Linked DNA regions of Sus scrofa: region 2 is linked to region 1. The links are chromatin contacts, called in public HiChIP or PLAC-seq maps. All regions are on one chromosome and are shown on one strand. Each heading gives the region's core, a stretch centred on a gene start, on an enhancer-like site or on the middle of the called end of the contact. The rest is flanking DNA. Distances are from core to core; before and after follow the strand shown. Region 1 holds the start of DUSP18 (dual specificity protein phosphatase 18). Region 2 holds the start of PIK3IP1 (phosphoinositide-3-kinase-interacting protein 1).

Region 1 (6,705 bases), core at 1,923-4,422:
GCCCTGAACTGTAATACCCAGGTAACACTTCTTGCCCCACCAAGGGGCTGGGCTGGGAAGCATCCGTTGTCGTCCTCTTGTTTGTAATAGGGGTCCTCAGGAATGAAGTGATTTGGCCTCCCTCCCAGATCCTGGCACACAGATCCAGCTGGAGGCACAAGCAGATCCAGCTGGGCGCGCAAGCATCTGCTGACCCCTTGTGGTCACTGTGGCCCAGCCTTGGTTACACGGCTGGGACATTCTGCCCTGGTGACCTCACTTCTCAAAGCGTTTTCCCACCACTTACCTCATGGGGTCCTCCCTAACACCCCAGGAGGCGAGGGGAGCCAGATTCCCATCCCCACTTTACAAAGTGGCAGCACCCTGGGATCCAGTCCCAAATCCACCCATTCCTTATCTGACCTTGGCAAGTCAATTCCCCACTCCCTGCCTCTGTTATCTGCCAGCGAAATAGAAGCACCCCGCACGAGGCAGCTCTGAGGTTGTTCCAGCTCCCCAAACTCTCAAAGCAGACAGGTGACTTGCCCAAGGTCAGAGTGAGTCAGGGCAGAGGCACTCCTGGTCAGCAGGTCACCTCACTTCCCCACACTGATCAGGTAAAGTGAGAGGTGTCATAGCAAACAAAAAAATACCAGTTCCTCCACCTCTATGTTGGACAGATGGATAGGTGAGTGGATGGGTAGGTAGAAGAGTTAATGATCCAGCCACAGGGGCAGCCAAAAAAAAAAAGCCCCCCAAAACCCCAGAAGTTCCCTCCTTCTACTCCAGGTCATGGAGAAATTCTGGAGAGGGAAGGAACAAGGTCCACTGTGCACCCAGCAATTTTTTAAATTGGCCAGGTTTTCCAAGTACCCTAAAGGAGCGATATGCATCTGGTGATGGGGAGGAGGAAAGGAAGTGTGCCTTCAGCAAGAATTAAAGATCTTCTCAGACACACTTGATCCCATTAAAAGAGTATCATTTAACTGCCATCAGCACTGTCCCCTGCCATTAGCACTATTCTTCAGACACAGAGGATATTCCACAAATATTTCCTGAGGATGAAACTGAAAACATCTTTTCAAAGGCAATGGTCAGGACTCCCATGTCCTGTTCACCCACTTCCTTGGTGGGCACCTGCCTCATCGTCCATATGTCCCTAACATAGCCTAACTCTCCCTAACGCCCAATCCATCCCAGAATGGGTGACAAGTTCTCCTCAGTCACCTGGTAGAAGAGGGACCAGGAGTTTAGTCCAGCTCTCTGTTAAAGAGCTGACCTTGAGTAACTGATGTTACAGCTATGGCTCCACAGCACCATCTGTGAGCTCATGCTCCCGAGGGCTCTAAGTCCCCAGCCTCTACTCCCAACTGCACCAATAAAGATTGGGTGCTTATCTCACAGAGGTTAGGAGATGGTCTTCAGAGGGAGACAGGCCTGAGGTGGGCTTTGTCACTTACAAGCTGTCCAACCTTAGACAGGATTCTTAATCTTCCCCACCCACCTGACTCCCAGGAGTCCCCCAGTCCATTGTGCCTCAGCATGAGAATGCAAAGACCCTCATCCAGGGGAGAAGGGTATATGTGGCTGGAGGCTAGATTGGGGTGATTCTCAGAGAGGCTGCATCAGGTTAAGAGCTAGGAAGTGGAGAGTTGAGGACAATTTGGAAAAAGAGGTGCTGGGGCTGCTGTGTGGGCCCTCTGAAGGTGGCACAATCCCCAAAGCCTTTCTTTCCCCTTTTTAGGTACAGTGCTAAGGAAAAAGACTGTTGAAACAAATATACCAAATATAAGAAGCACATCCAGGAGTTCCCGTCGTGGCGCAGTGGTTAACAAATCCGACTAGGAACCATGAGGTTGCGGGTTCAGTCCCTGCCCTTGCTCAGTGGGTTAACGATCCGGCGTTGCCGTGAGCTGTGGTGTAGGTTGCAGACGTGGCTCGGATCCCATGTTGCTGTGGCTCTGGCATAGGCCAGTGGCTACAGCTCCGATTCGACCCCTAGCCAGGGAACCTCCATATGCCGCGGGAGCGGCCAAGAAATAGCAAAAAGACAAAAAAACAAAACAAAACAAACAAACAAACAAAAAAAAAAACACATCCAAATGCTAGAAGCAGTTGAACTTTTTTAGGGTGTTTTTTTGGGGGGGGAGGGGTGCAAATGTGGTCGTATGGCTTGTACAATAAAATTTAAATATTTTAAATCAATTATTCTAAGCAGTTTCACTCAGCCAAGAAAACAGACAAGAACCTAGAAAAAGACAGTTTGGCTCCCACTGAAAAGCAGCATATGCTCCAGTTCTCAAAGGAAGACCCCGAAGGAGGAAAACAGAAGCATCATGAGCTTCTGGCTCCCCACCTCTGCCCTGGACCCCTGGGTTGGGGGCTCACTGAGATCCAGCTGAAAGGAAATGACTAGGCAGCAACGCTGGAAGGGTGAATGAGGATGAGGATGAGCAAAGAGGACTTCTGAAAGCCACAGAGAGGACTGAGGTCCTTACCTAGCAGCTGCGGTGGTGATGTGGAATGACCACTCCACGGCAGTTGGGAAACCTGCTTCTAGTTCTCTGCCACTAACTTGCTGTATAACCTTGGGCAAGTCAGGTCACCTCTCTGGGCCTCAGTTTCCTCATCTGTAAAACGAGGGAACTTGGTTAACTTAAAAAAAAACATGCACCAGGCCCTTATTCTGTGCAATGTGCTAAAGCTGCAATACAAGAACAAATAAGATAGTCATTTATGCAAAAAACATCGAGTAGTTACTAAGCATTGTGGTTACAGGGATGAACAAGTCAGCACTCTTACCAGCAAGACATTCACGATGTGGTCAGGAAGACAGCAAGCAAACAAGAAATGGCCAACCACAGGCTCAGTATGGACAGAGAGGTCAGCACAGAAAAGAGTAGCCTTTTCTACTGGGTCTGGGGGGGGAGGGGGCAGGACAGAGAGTGGCATGGAAGAGGCCTGAAATGAATCTTGGAGGATCCTTGGCCCCTGCCCGCAAACACTGTACAGTCTCATCAAGGGTTGGGACAAATGCCCAAACATCTACCACAGAAGGCAGAGCAAAGCCACCGGAGGTCAGCCAAGTTCAGAGGAGGGGAAACCTCCTCTGGCTTAGGCAGGGCGGGGAGAGGGGTGGGGCAGGCAGGAGGCAGAGGATCTGAGAATCTCAGGGAGTGGGAAAGGAATGGCACGGAGATAAGCCTTGAAAGATGAAGAGAGCTTCCCAAAGCCCATGGGGGGCTGAAGAGGCACTCTAGGTGATGGGGCTGCGCAAGTAAAGACACAATGTGGGGACCGTCGGGTATAGTTGGGACAGCAGGCAGGTCAGGGTGGGTGTGAGGGCAGGCAAGGCTGAAGCTAACCAGAGGCATCGTGATGAGAGCCACTGAGTGTGGGCCCTTGGCCATGCACTCACATCCTCATACCACTTCCTGGAGGCAGGTTCCCTCACTACTACCCCATTCTTTTAGATAAGGAAATAGAGGCTCAGAGACATTACCAAGTCACACAGCTAAGGATGGCGGAAATAACCCTTATCTCAGGTCTACCTGATGCCCCACCCTGACTCCTCACCACTGGAATGCCAGGCAAAGGCATTACTGAGACCTTCCCATCAAAGGTCTCAGACACGTGGGGACCAAAGGGCATTCTATGCCTTAACATTGGAAGCTGGCTTAATTCACCCTTTTCTAGTTGGGCAGCTACAGGACTCTTACCAGAAAAGAGGGGATGGGATGGAGCAAGAAATATTAGAATTGTTCAGGGGTTTTGTGCTCCACTGTCCACTGGTCTTGGTTTATTGTTGTTCTACGATGGTGTAGACTGGCTGCTTCCCAGCTCTTCTCCTGTCAGCCCTGTGCTGTCATGGCCTTGAGGTGGGTCACTCTTTCTTGACTAGGGTGGCCGTCTGCTCTTCTTCAGCTGGGTTTTTAACTCGACCTTGTACATCCGGATACTATCCAGGTACTGCCGAATATTCATGGATTCCCGTCTCCAGCGCCCCAGCTTTCTGAGCTGGTCAGTCATGAATTTTTTTTTCAAGTGGTCATACAAGTGGCCCATCTTTTTCTTGGTCTTGTCAGAAGCTCTTATCTTACAAAAAACAGAGGTGATGTTAGGATGAAGAGGCTACTTCACAGTAAGAGAGGCATCTGTGCTACTGATATAAGGGTGGAGAAGGGACCAGCTGGACCCAATATTTCGTAAGTACCTCGGCTCACAGGGCGCCTTGGTTTCCCTATTTGTAAAGCGTAGGCATCAAGCTAGATAGTGTCTATGGTACCTTCTGACAGTCTGCAGCCTTAGAGCCTGATTTTGACCTTAACGTCTCTATCTGAAGACTGGTCAGAAAGAGGAGGGGGTGTGGGAGGAGGGGAAAGGGTGCATCTTGCTCACCCCCTTCCTTAACTCCTATCAGCCGGTCCCTGTCACTCACTTTGTGGATCCCACATATAGTTGGGAACACTCCCTACATCACACTGAACTTTGCTTATTTCTTCTCTCTTTTCTGTCCTGTCCCTAACAAGACTATAAGCTTTGGGAAGGCACGTCCTTTGTCTTATTCATTTACTTATTCCAATGAGTTAGCTGGGGAGAAGATACTAAGGACAATCAGCCTCAGGTCTTTAGTAAGGACAATGTAGTCAGGAAGATGGAACACATGCCCAGATATTTCTAACCAGGGCAGAGAGTGATTTCACTTTTACCATGGATCAAGGCCTTTTGACCTTGGCAATACTAATATTTTGGGGTCAGGGAATTCTTTGTGGTTGGGGGATGACCTCCGGCTTCTAAATGCCAGTAGCACCACCCCACTGTCACTCATGCTACTAAAAATGACTCCAGACATTGCCAAAGCTCCTGAGGGGGAAAGCCATTCAGGTTGAGAACTGTGGCCATAGATGAAGAGACACTAGCCATCATCCACGGTTCTCAGAGCATTGTTCAGAGGATTCCCAGGACACTAGATCTTAGCTGCCTTCTTGGAGGCCCTGAGAAATCAGAGCCTAGCCAAAGCTGCCTCTTCCACTAATGGAGCACTTTGGAGGGAGAAACACAATCATGCTGCCACTCAGGCCTCTCAAATCCACCAAGTTCTTACAAGCTGGGCCCTCAGCAAGTCACTGGGTCTACAAACACAGAAAAGACAGTCTCTGTCCTTAAGGGAGAAGGTCCTGCACCATCAGTCAGACCTGGGTTTGCGATTCCACAATGAAAAGTTGTATGACCTTAGTGAAGTTACTATGTCTCTCTCAGTCTCAGTTTCCTGAACAGAATACATAATGGACCTTTTGTACTTAAAACATGTAAGGACCCAATACAGATTTCAAAAGAGATCTCTGGATGGCTGGAGGATGGCACACATAAAGCCAGCTCGGGAGTTTCCAGTTGTATCTCACAGATCCTCACCCCATTTATCAGAGATACAATATCCCCAAACCCACTTGTTGGCCCTCAACCCATCCTGGGCCAGTCAGAGTATCCTACACTACCTGACCACAGTGATTGGAGCATAGATGGGGCCATGACCCAACTTTTTAGTTCAAATTTTGCTTGAACTGGTTCAAGTTCAGTTTGTGCCACCTACAAGTGAGAGGATCCTAATAGATCCTATTTTAAAAATAAGAAAAAGAATCCTAGAGGAAAAGCAATTCCCCAAGTTCACACAAAGCTGGCCTGCCCAAGTTCAAGGCCACCCTATTTCTACTACACCACCCCACTAGAAGTTTAGCAGAGGAAAAAACACCCAGGGCTCTAGTCGTCATTAAGTGACACTTAAGTGGATCTGGCACCATCTTGTATGACTTTCCCACTGTTTTCAAAGTCAGAATCCCATAGGCCCATCAAGATTTGGTCCTGGGGGAGTTCCTGTCGTGGCTCAGTAGAAACAAATCTGACTAGCATTCATTAGGATGCAGGTTCGATCCCTGGCCTTGCTCAGTGGGTTAAGGATCTGGCATTGCCATGAGTTGCGGTGTAGGTCACAAACACAGCTCAAATCCTGGATTGCTGGCCAGAAGCTACAGGTCCGATTCGACCCCTAGCCTGGGAACCTCCATATGCCGTGGATGTGGCCCTAAAAAGACAAAAAAAAAAAAAAAATTGTAAAAAAAAAAAAAAGAGTTCCCATTGTGGTGCAGTGGTTAACAAATCTGACTAGGAACCATGAGGTTGGGGGCTCGATCCCTGGCCTTGCTCAGTGGGTTAAGGATCCAGCGTTGCCATGAGCTGTGGTGTAGGTCGCAGACGCGGCTTGGATCCTGTGTTGCTGTGGCTCTGGTGTAGGCTGACAGCTACAGCTCCGATTAGACCCCTAGCCTGGGAACCTCCATATGCTGCAGGAGTGGCCCTAGAAAAGGCAAAAAGATAAAAAAAAAAAAAATTGTGAAAAAAATTTCGTCCTGGAACATGGAGTGAGGCTCAAATGAGTCAAGAAGGGAGTGACAGCTCAACTTTGGGCTGCCTGCTATGCTGGAAGAAATGAGTACATTCTCAGAGTCCACTGTGTTCACTAGCCTCTTCCGGGTGCCCTAAATAGTGCCTGTCCCAAGCAGGCTCTAAAGATACACTTAATGAATTAATCAATCAGGGTTGGTGCTATGGTTTCCCTCTTCTCTGGAGGGTTTTGGGTAAGCAAATCTAACCCTTCTCATCCATTAAGCAAAAAGTAGAAGAGCTTCAGTTCTCGTGTGGAAAGTGGGAAACAGTCCCTGAAGAAAAAAA
Region 2 (6,426 bases), core at 262-2,761, 500 kb before region 1:
TTTATATATTTGACATCTGTCTTTCCCAACTAGAATACAAGCTCTTGGAAGGCAGAGATTTCAAATATTTTGTTCACAGATATATTCTCAGTATCCAGACTATGTGTCTAGCATGCAGTTGTAGTACGTTCTTTTTTTTTTTTTTTTTTTTTTTTTTTTGTCTTTTTAGGGCTGCACCCTCGGCATATGGAAGTTCCCAGGCTAGTGGTCAAATCAGCCACAGCAACTTGGGATCCAGCTGCATTTGCCACCTACACCACAGCTCATGGCAATGCTGGATCCTTAACCCACTGAGTGGAGCCAGGGATTGAACCCACATCCTCATGGATACTAGTCAGGTTCGTTACCACTGAGCCACAATGGGAACACCTATAGTACATTCTTAAAATTTTTGTAAAATAAATAAGAATTGTTTTTTTAAAAAGACTCCTGAATATTATGTTAGAATTATTAAATTCTAAAACATTGGCTTGTGTGTGTGTGTGTGTGTGTGTGTGTGTGTAAATTCACAGACTTGGTGGTGTAATTCCCAGTGGAGGACAAAGTCAGGTGTCAGAGGATTGAAAGCTTGTGTAGAGAGACAGGAAAGTAAGTGCAAAAACAAAGCAACATGTCTTATGTAGTAGATAGAAGGAATCAAATATTGTCAGCAAACTTCTTCAAAGAGTAAACTAAATGCATCTCTGTCCATCATTTCCATGTCTGAAATCTGACTGTAGTGAATGCAAATTCACTTCAGATTAGTTGTCTTGGCATTAACCTTCTTCCCTGATAAAACTTTTGAAACTTTTGAAATAATGAAGTCTTTTTTCCTCCTCCCTAAATTACTACCCGCAAGATGCAAGCCCTCAGATGGAAACAGTCTCCCATTTCTATTTTGAGATTTGCCTGAGTCACAAGGTAGTCTTGGCGAATCACTCTGCTCCATCTCTCAGTTTACTGAGGCTGCCTGGGAACTGGAACTGTCAGCCAAACAGGAAAAGGGCTGTTCTGCCTAACTCCAAAAGGGCTCAGGCATACGGATGGGGAGGGGGGTTGTTAATGATGGATATAAATTGCTGCAAATGGATTTCCCACAGGGTGGGGTGGGAAAAGCAAGTATTTTACTTAATTCCTCTATATGAATTCAGGCCTGAAAAGGCACTCTTAAATATAGCTAAGCAGATATCCCAGCATTGGCATATGTATTTTCAACTAAAGAGACCCCCCTCATATTCGTACTATATATGACACCCCAAATATAAGCAAAGGAATATGACTGATCTGACCCTGGCTGTTTAAAAAAAAAATCAATGTTTATGAATATGTATAAATCTCAAAAGCCCTTTTTCTTTCTCAAGGGTAGGTATAAAGAGCTACTTCCACCTGGATGCCCTTATTTGTGCCCCTCTCCGTAGTCTTGAGTTCCTCCTGGTTGTGTAGCTGACATGTTCTCCCTAAGTGGTTACTGTAATTCCAAACCTCCTGCCCCCCAGTGAAGTGTCTTGACAAAACTATTCTTTCTATACTCACACAAACGGAAACAGAAGAGAGGAAAGGCCCTGGGGATGCAGCCGCTGCAGGTCTCAAGCTGAACCACTAAGCAACCTGAACTTCTTTGCCTCTTCACTTGGCTGAGTTCCTCTCTTGACTCAGGGTAGAGTGATGAGCCTGGTATAGGAAGCTTAGGACCCAGGGGGCGCCTTTCAGCCAGAAAGAAAAAAAAAAAAAAAAAAAAAAAATACCTCTCGCAGCAGCAAGCTAGCTGGGAAGCTCCCAGTTCTAAAGAGAAGCTGTTTACCAGAAGAGCATAACAAGGGCAGGTCTGACTGCAAGGCTGGGAACCAGAGGAAGAGCCGCCACCAAGGGGACCCTAGCTGGACCCTGGTTGGTCAATCACCTGCAGGACGAAGGAAGTGAGGATGCTGTTGGCCTGCGTGCAAACAATCCTTGTCAGCAACATGCTCCTGGCAGAAGCCTATGGATCTGGAGGTAAGATTACAATCTTTTCCTTCTGCAGCAACTTAACGAAGCGGAAAGGGTAAAGCTCTCTATTTCCCAAGCAGGAAGGATGATGACAGGAAAGGGAGATTTTAGCAGGTTCCGGTTGTCCCATGAAAGCTTTTTTTGTTTTGTTTTTTTCCCTTTCTCCTTTCCCTGCCAGGAGCTTGCAGCTCCATCTTTGCCATTAAGAACAAAGGCAAGTAGCTACTTTGCTTTTCCTTGCCTGTGGCTCATGACTGGATGGAACTTGAGCGTTCATCCCCCCTTACTCCTAAATCCTGTTCTTTTCTGGGGCTTTGCAGTGTCACCAGAGCACAGGTTCTCCTTCCCCGGCCCCTTCCTCGGCTCTCCCGCTGAGGGTGGGAGTTTGGAGTCACATCCAGGCAGCGAAAAGGCAGGTTCCCTCCGTTTGAGGCTCTCTCTTGCGTTACTGAATCAAAGCTTTTGTAGAATTCTCTTGGGAAGGAGTGTTGGCCTGTGGCAGTGTGGCCATATCCGCAGAGAAGGGAACACCAGAGTTTATGTAACATAGAGTGACAACACAGGGATGAATTTCGGATCTGGTCGCCCACCGACCGTCTCCACAGAGGGACCTGAACCCAGGGCTCCCCCGCACCCTCCTCCAAAGTGGCCACAAGTTCCAGAGCAACAACCCTGTGCACCTGTGCAGTGTTTTCAGTCTTACAGTTTTTTTTTTTTTTTAAAGGAAAGAAATTAAGAAAGAAAAAAACTAACACTGAGCGCTGGGGGCAGGGCGCCGGCTGGGGGCTCTTCTTGCCCTCTCCCTTCTCTTTCCGGCCTCACAGATCCTCTGCGAGGCAGGCGGGGTTTTCCACCTGAGGGCAGGATTTCCCAGGCAGGGTGGGCCCGCGCTCCCCTGCCCAACTGTGTTCGGGGGCTCCTCTTCCTCACAGGCTGCTTCTGGGACAACGGCCACCTGTACCAGGCTGACCAGCTCTCCCCCTCGCCGGGCCTCCACTGCCTCAACTGGCTGGACGCGCAGAGCGGCCTGGCATCTGACCCAGAGTCGGGTGAGTGCCCGCCCCGGGCGACAGGCGGGCGGCGGCCGCGTTCCGGCCCCGGCCCATGGCGTCTCCTCTCCTCTCTCAGGCCCGGGCAACCACAGCTACTGCCGGAACCCGGACCAGGATCCGCGCGGGCCCTGGTGCTATGTCAGCGGCGAGGCCGGAGCTCCCGAGAAACGGCTTTGCGAGGACCTGCGCTGCCCAGGTACCAGCCCGAAACCCAGCGCCCAAAGGGGCCGGGGAGCGGCCGCGGCGCACGTGCAGCAGCGGGACGCCGGCAGGCCCCGCCCCGCCCCGCGCCGCCCGATTGGCCAGGGCTGTCTCCAGGCCGCGGGGCCCACAGCCCATTGGCCGGCGCCGCCGCCCGGTATGAGCTCATCCTCAGCGAGTGTCTCGTAAACAACCAAGGGAGGGGAGGCCCCTCCCATCGGCCCAGCTCCAGGCTCCCTGCGCAGCCTAGGGGACCCTGGGAGAGTACGTCCCGGGTCCCCTGTCCTTAGCGAACCTCGCGGCGTTTACCGACAGTTTTTTTGGAGCGTGTGCTGTGTGCTGGGCTCACAGCACCCCTCCACCTCACCCCACCCCGGGAGGAAGAAGTCTGGGGGATATGAGACTCAGAGAATTTCCTCGATTTACCAAAGGTAGCGGCAGGATCCGGATTTCAACCCAAGTTTCTTAGACTACGCAGTGCAGGCTTGTGGCTCCTGGGGCAGCAAGACAGTAGGGTTGAATGCGATATGTAAGCATATAACGTAGGGACTGCTGCAGAGCGTGGGCTCAACAGTGTGAGCTGCTCAGAGGAGTCGTGGATTGTTTCCTTGTATAGAGGGGGGACCTGGAGAAGATGGCAAGGATATGAACACATGAAGACGGGGAGGCAGGAGATGCCCTTTCTCATAGCCTTCCCCTCACTTTTGCCTTGTCTCAGCTATGGTGCAGCCCTTAGGCCTGGTCTTCCCCCTGAGGCCTTGATTCTAAGGTGGGCCCCTTCGTCTCTGCCTCAAATTCAGGCCACTCTATGATGAGAGCTCTTTCCCATTTTACCCCCAGAGACCAATTCCCAGGGCCTGCCAACCTTCACAACAGAAACTGAAGAGGCGTCTGAAGTGCCAGGAGGAGAGGAGGTGCAGGTGTTTGCCCCTGCCAATGCCCTGCCCGCCCGGAGCGAGGTGGCAGCTGTGCAGCCAGTGATTGGGATCAGCCAGCGGGTGCGGGTGAACTCCAAGGAGAAAAAGGACCTGGGAACCCTGGGTAGGATTGCTCACCCCTGTCCTTGTAGAATTCATGGAGAAATATTTGCTGATTTTTCTGGGGTGGAGCTAATGGGACCTTGTGTCCTGTCCTTGGCAGGCTCCGTGCTGGGCATTACCATGATGGTGATCATCATTGCCATTGGAGCTGGCATTGTCCTCGGTTACACCTACAAAAGGTCAGTAGCTTCTCTTCTGGGACCTCTGAGATGAGGAGAAGCAGGTACACAAAGTCAAATGAGACTTCTTTGTGGCATTCTTACCCACAAAGGAAGTTAGGTGTTGCAGGAGGAAAACCAGCTCAAGATGTAGAAGTTTGGTTCTACTCTTTACCAGGTGACCTTGGACAAACCCTTTTCTTTGGTGCCTTTCCTCACCCAAAAGCCCTGTGAGGTAGGGGTTCTTGTTGCCTGTTTTGCAAGTAAGCAGGCCTTCACCAGAAAGGTGGTGATTTGCTCAAGGTCACACTGTCTGGGAGTGGCTGGATTCAGACTCAGCTCTTTTGATACCACATTCTCTGCTACCTAAGCCAATGTGCCTGGTGTGGAAGTGAGTGGTCCTACAGAAATCAGGCTGGGCTCTCATTGCAGGGACCCAGAAATTGAATTCTTTCTGTGAGTTATAAAATTCTGCTACTACAAAAGTTTTCTAGCCACAGCTTTTGCAGTTGGGGCTTGAATGTCCTGAGCCATAAGCAGTGGGATCTCCTCTAGGACAGGAGGAAGGAAGAGATTTAGAGGACAGGGAGCCTCTTTGCTACTCCTTACCACACATGAGAGAGCCAGAGAGGCTACCTGGGAAACTCACGCTGGGACAGCAGGAGGAGGAATGCTTATTTTGAGAAGTCCCCCGATATACCATGTGGAAAGGGCTCTCAAAGCCAATTATGGGTGCATGATGACAGGCCATGGTTGTGTTCATTTTTATAGCACTAGCTGACTCTGGGAGATCTTGGGAAGAACCAGTCTTGAGTATCTGTGATATTTCTTTTCTGGGAAGGCTTCCTATCAGGAAAGTGATGTGGTGGCCTGCATTTTCCAGTGGTGAGGACCACATTTGAGCCCACAGCCCCAGTGGGTCACCCAGCATTAAATAAACCTAAGGTGTCCTTAGAGTGATGTTGTCCACCTTCTCATTTTCCAGATGGAAAAGGAGAAGTATTGGGTAGGAATAATAATAACAATAGCAGCAATAATGAACATTTACCAGAGGCCAGGCACTGCTTTAACTCAGTTCACACAATATCACCTTATGAGGTAAATGCTGTTATTATCCCCAGTTTGCAGATTAGGAAACAGAGGCAAGAGAAGATATGTACTTTGCTTGTGGTCACACACCTAGCATTTGGTGGAGCTAAGTCTTAGCTCTGCCACCAACTAGTGATGTGTGTGACTTTGGGCAAGTTGCCCGTTTCCTTCTCTAGGGCACTGTTGTAGCTGAGGCATGTGACTGTCTAACCCATTGTAAGTGGTCAGTACACTATAGCTGTTTTCCTTTTCTGTAAGATGTGGGTATTGTGCTAGCACCCTCCAGGTCTCTGATCTATGACTCAGGAAGCACAGGTTCAGAGAGGAGGAATATTGACCAAGAAGGTCTCCTGACTCCCAGTGCAAAGTTGCTGCCCTCAGTGGGATGGTTGATGTGGCAGGTCCAGGGGCACCTGCTTGTTCATTTCAGGGTTAGAGGAAATGATGAGGAGGCCCTGGCTACAATTCATAATCAGCCCCAAACTGTGTTGGCCGAATTTAGCCCCTGAAACGTTTCCTCCTTCCTCAGCCACTAGATAGCAGTTGGCTCTCCTCCAATCTTGTGACAGTGTCCAGGCCTCCAGGTGCTTGAACTGACTGCTAAACATCCCTAATTTGGCTCAGTTTCTCATGCCCAATGAGGAAGCCAAGCCTTTTTCTCTTAGATTTGCTCCTTTCGGCTGTCACTGGTCTGCTCTGATGTCTCGTATTTACTTTCCTGTAAACTCAGGGCGAGGCACCAAGTCACCAGACTCCCCGTCACTAACCACCGGACCACTCCTTTCCTCAGCAAAAGTGCTCTGAGCACAGACTGTACAACAGGAAACCACATGTGGGCTAGAGGCAAATTCTCAGCTCCTATCACTCCCCAAAGTCAGAGTGTCCTGGAAAGCACTGTTGAACACAGGTCTTGCCACTTGT

Evidence for each region. HiChIP or PLAC-seq counts read pairs in DNA pulled down with a chosen protein or histone mark.
Region 2: an H3K27ac HiChIP or PLAC-seq map of alveolar macrophages shows a contact between it and region 1. The contact joins the promoter of PIK3IP1 here to the promoter of DUSP18 in region 1.

What each region holds. Positions count from the first base shown.
Region 1 is chr14:47,547,420-47,554,124 of Sscrofa11.1, reverse strand. DUSP18 (dual specificity protein phosphatase 18) reads left to right here and starts at 3,172. Exons shown (of 2, transcript XM_021072953.1): 1 at 3,172-4,184. It overlaps SLC35E4 (solute carrier family 35 member E4), which reads right to left. Exons shown (of 4, transcript XM_021072952.1): 4 at 3,968-4,074. C14H5orf52 reads right to left here. Exons shown (of 3, transcript XM_021073685.1): 3 at 3,877-4,069. The coding sequence ends at 3,877.
Region 2 is chr14:48,046,745-48,053,170 of Sscrofa11.1, reverse strand. PIK3IP1 (phosphoinositide-3-kinase-interacting protein 1) reads left to right here and starts at 1,511. Exons shown (of 6, transcript XM_001926534.4): 1 at 1,511-1,971; 2 at 2,898-3,014; 3 at 3,094-3,213; 4 at 4,059-4,259; 5 at 4,359-4,437. The coding sequence starts at 1,902.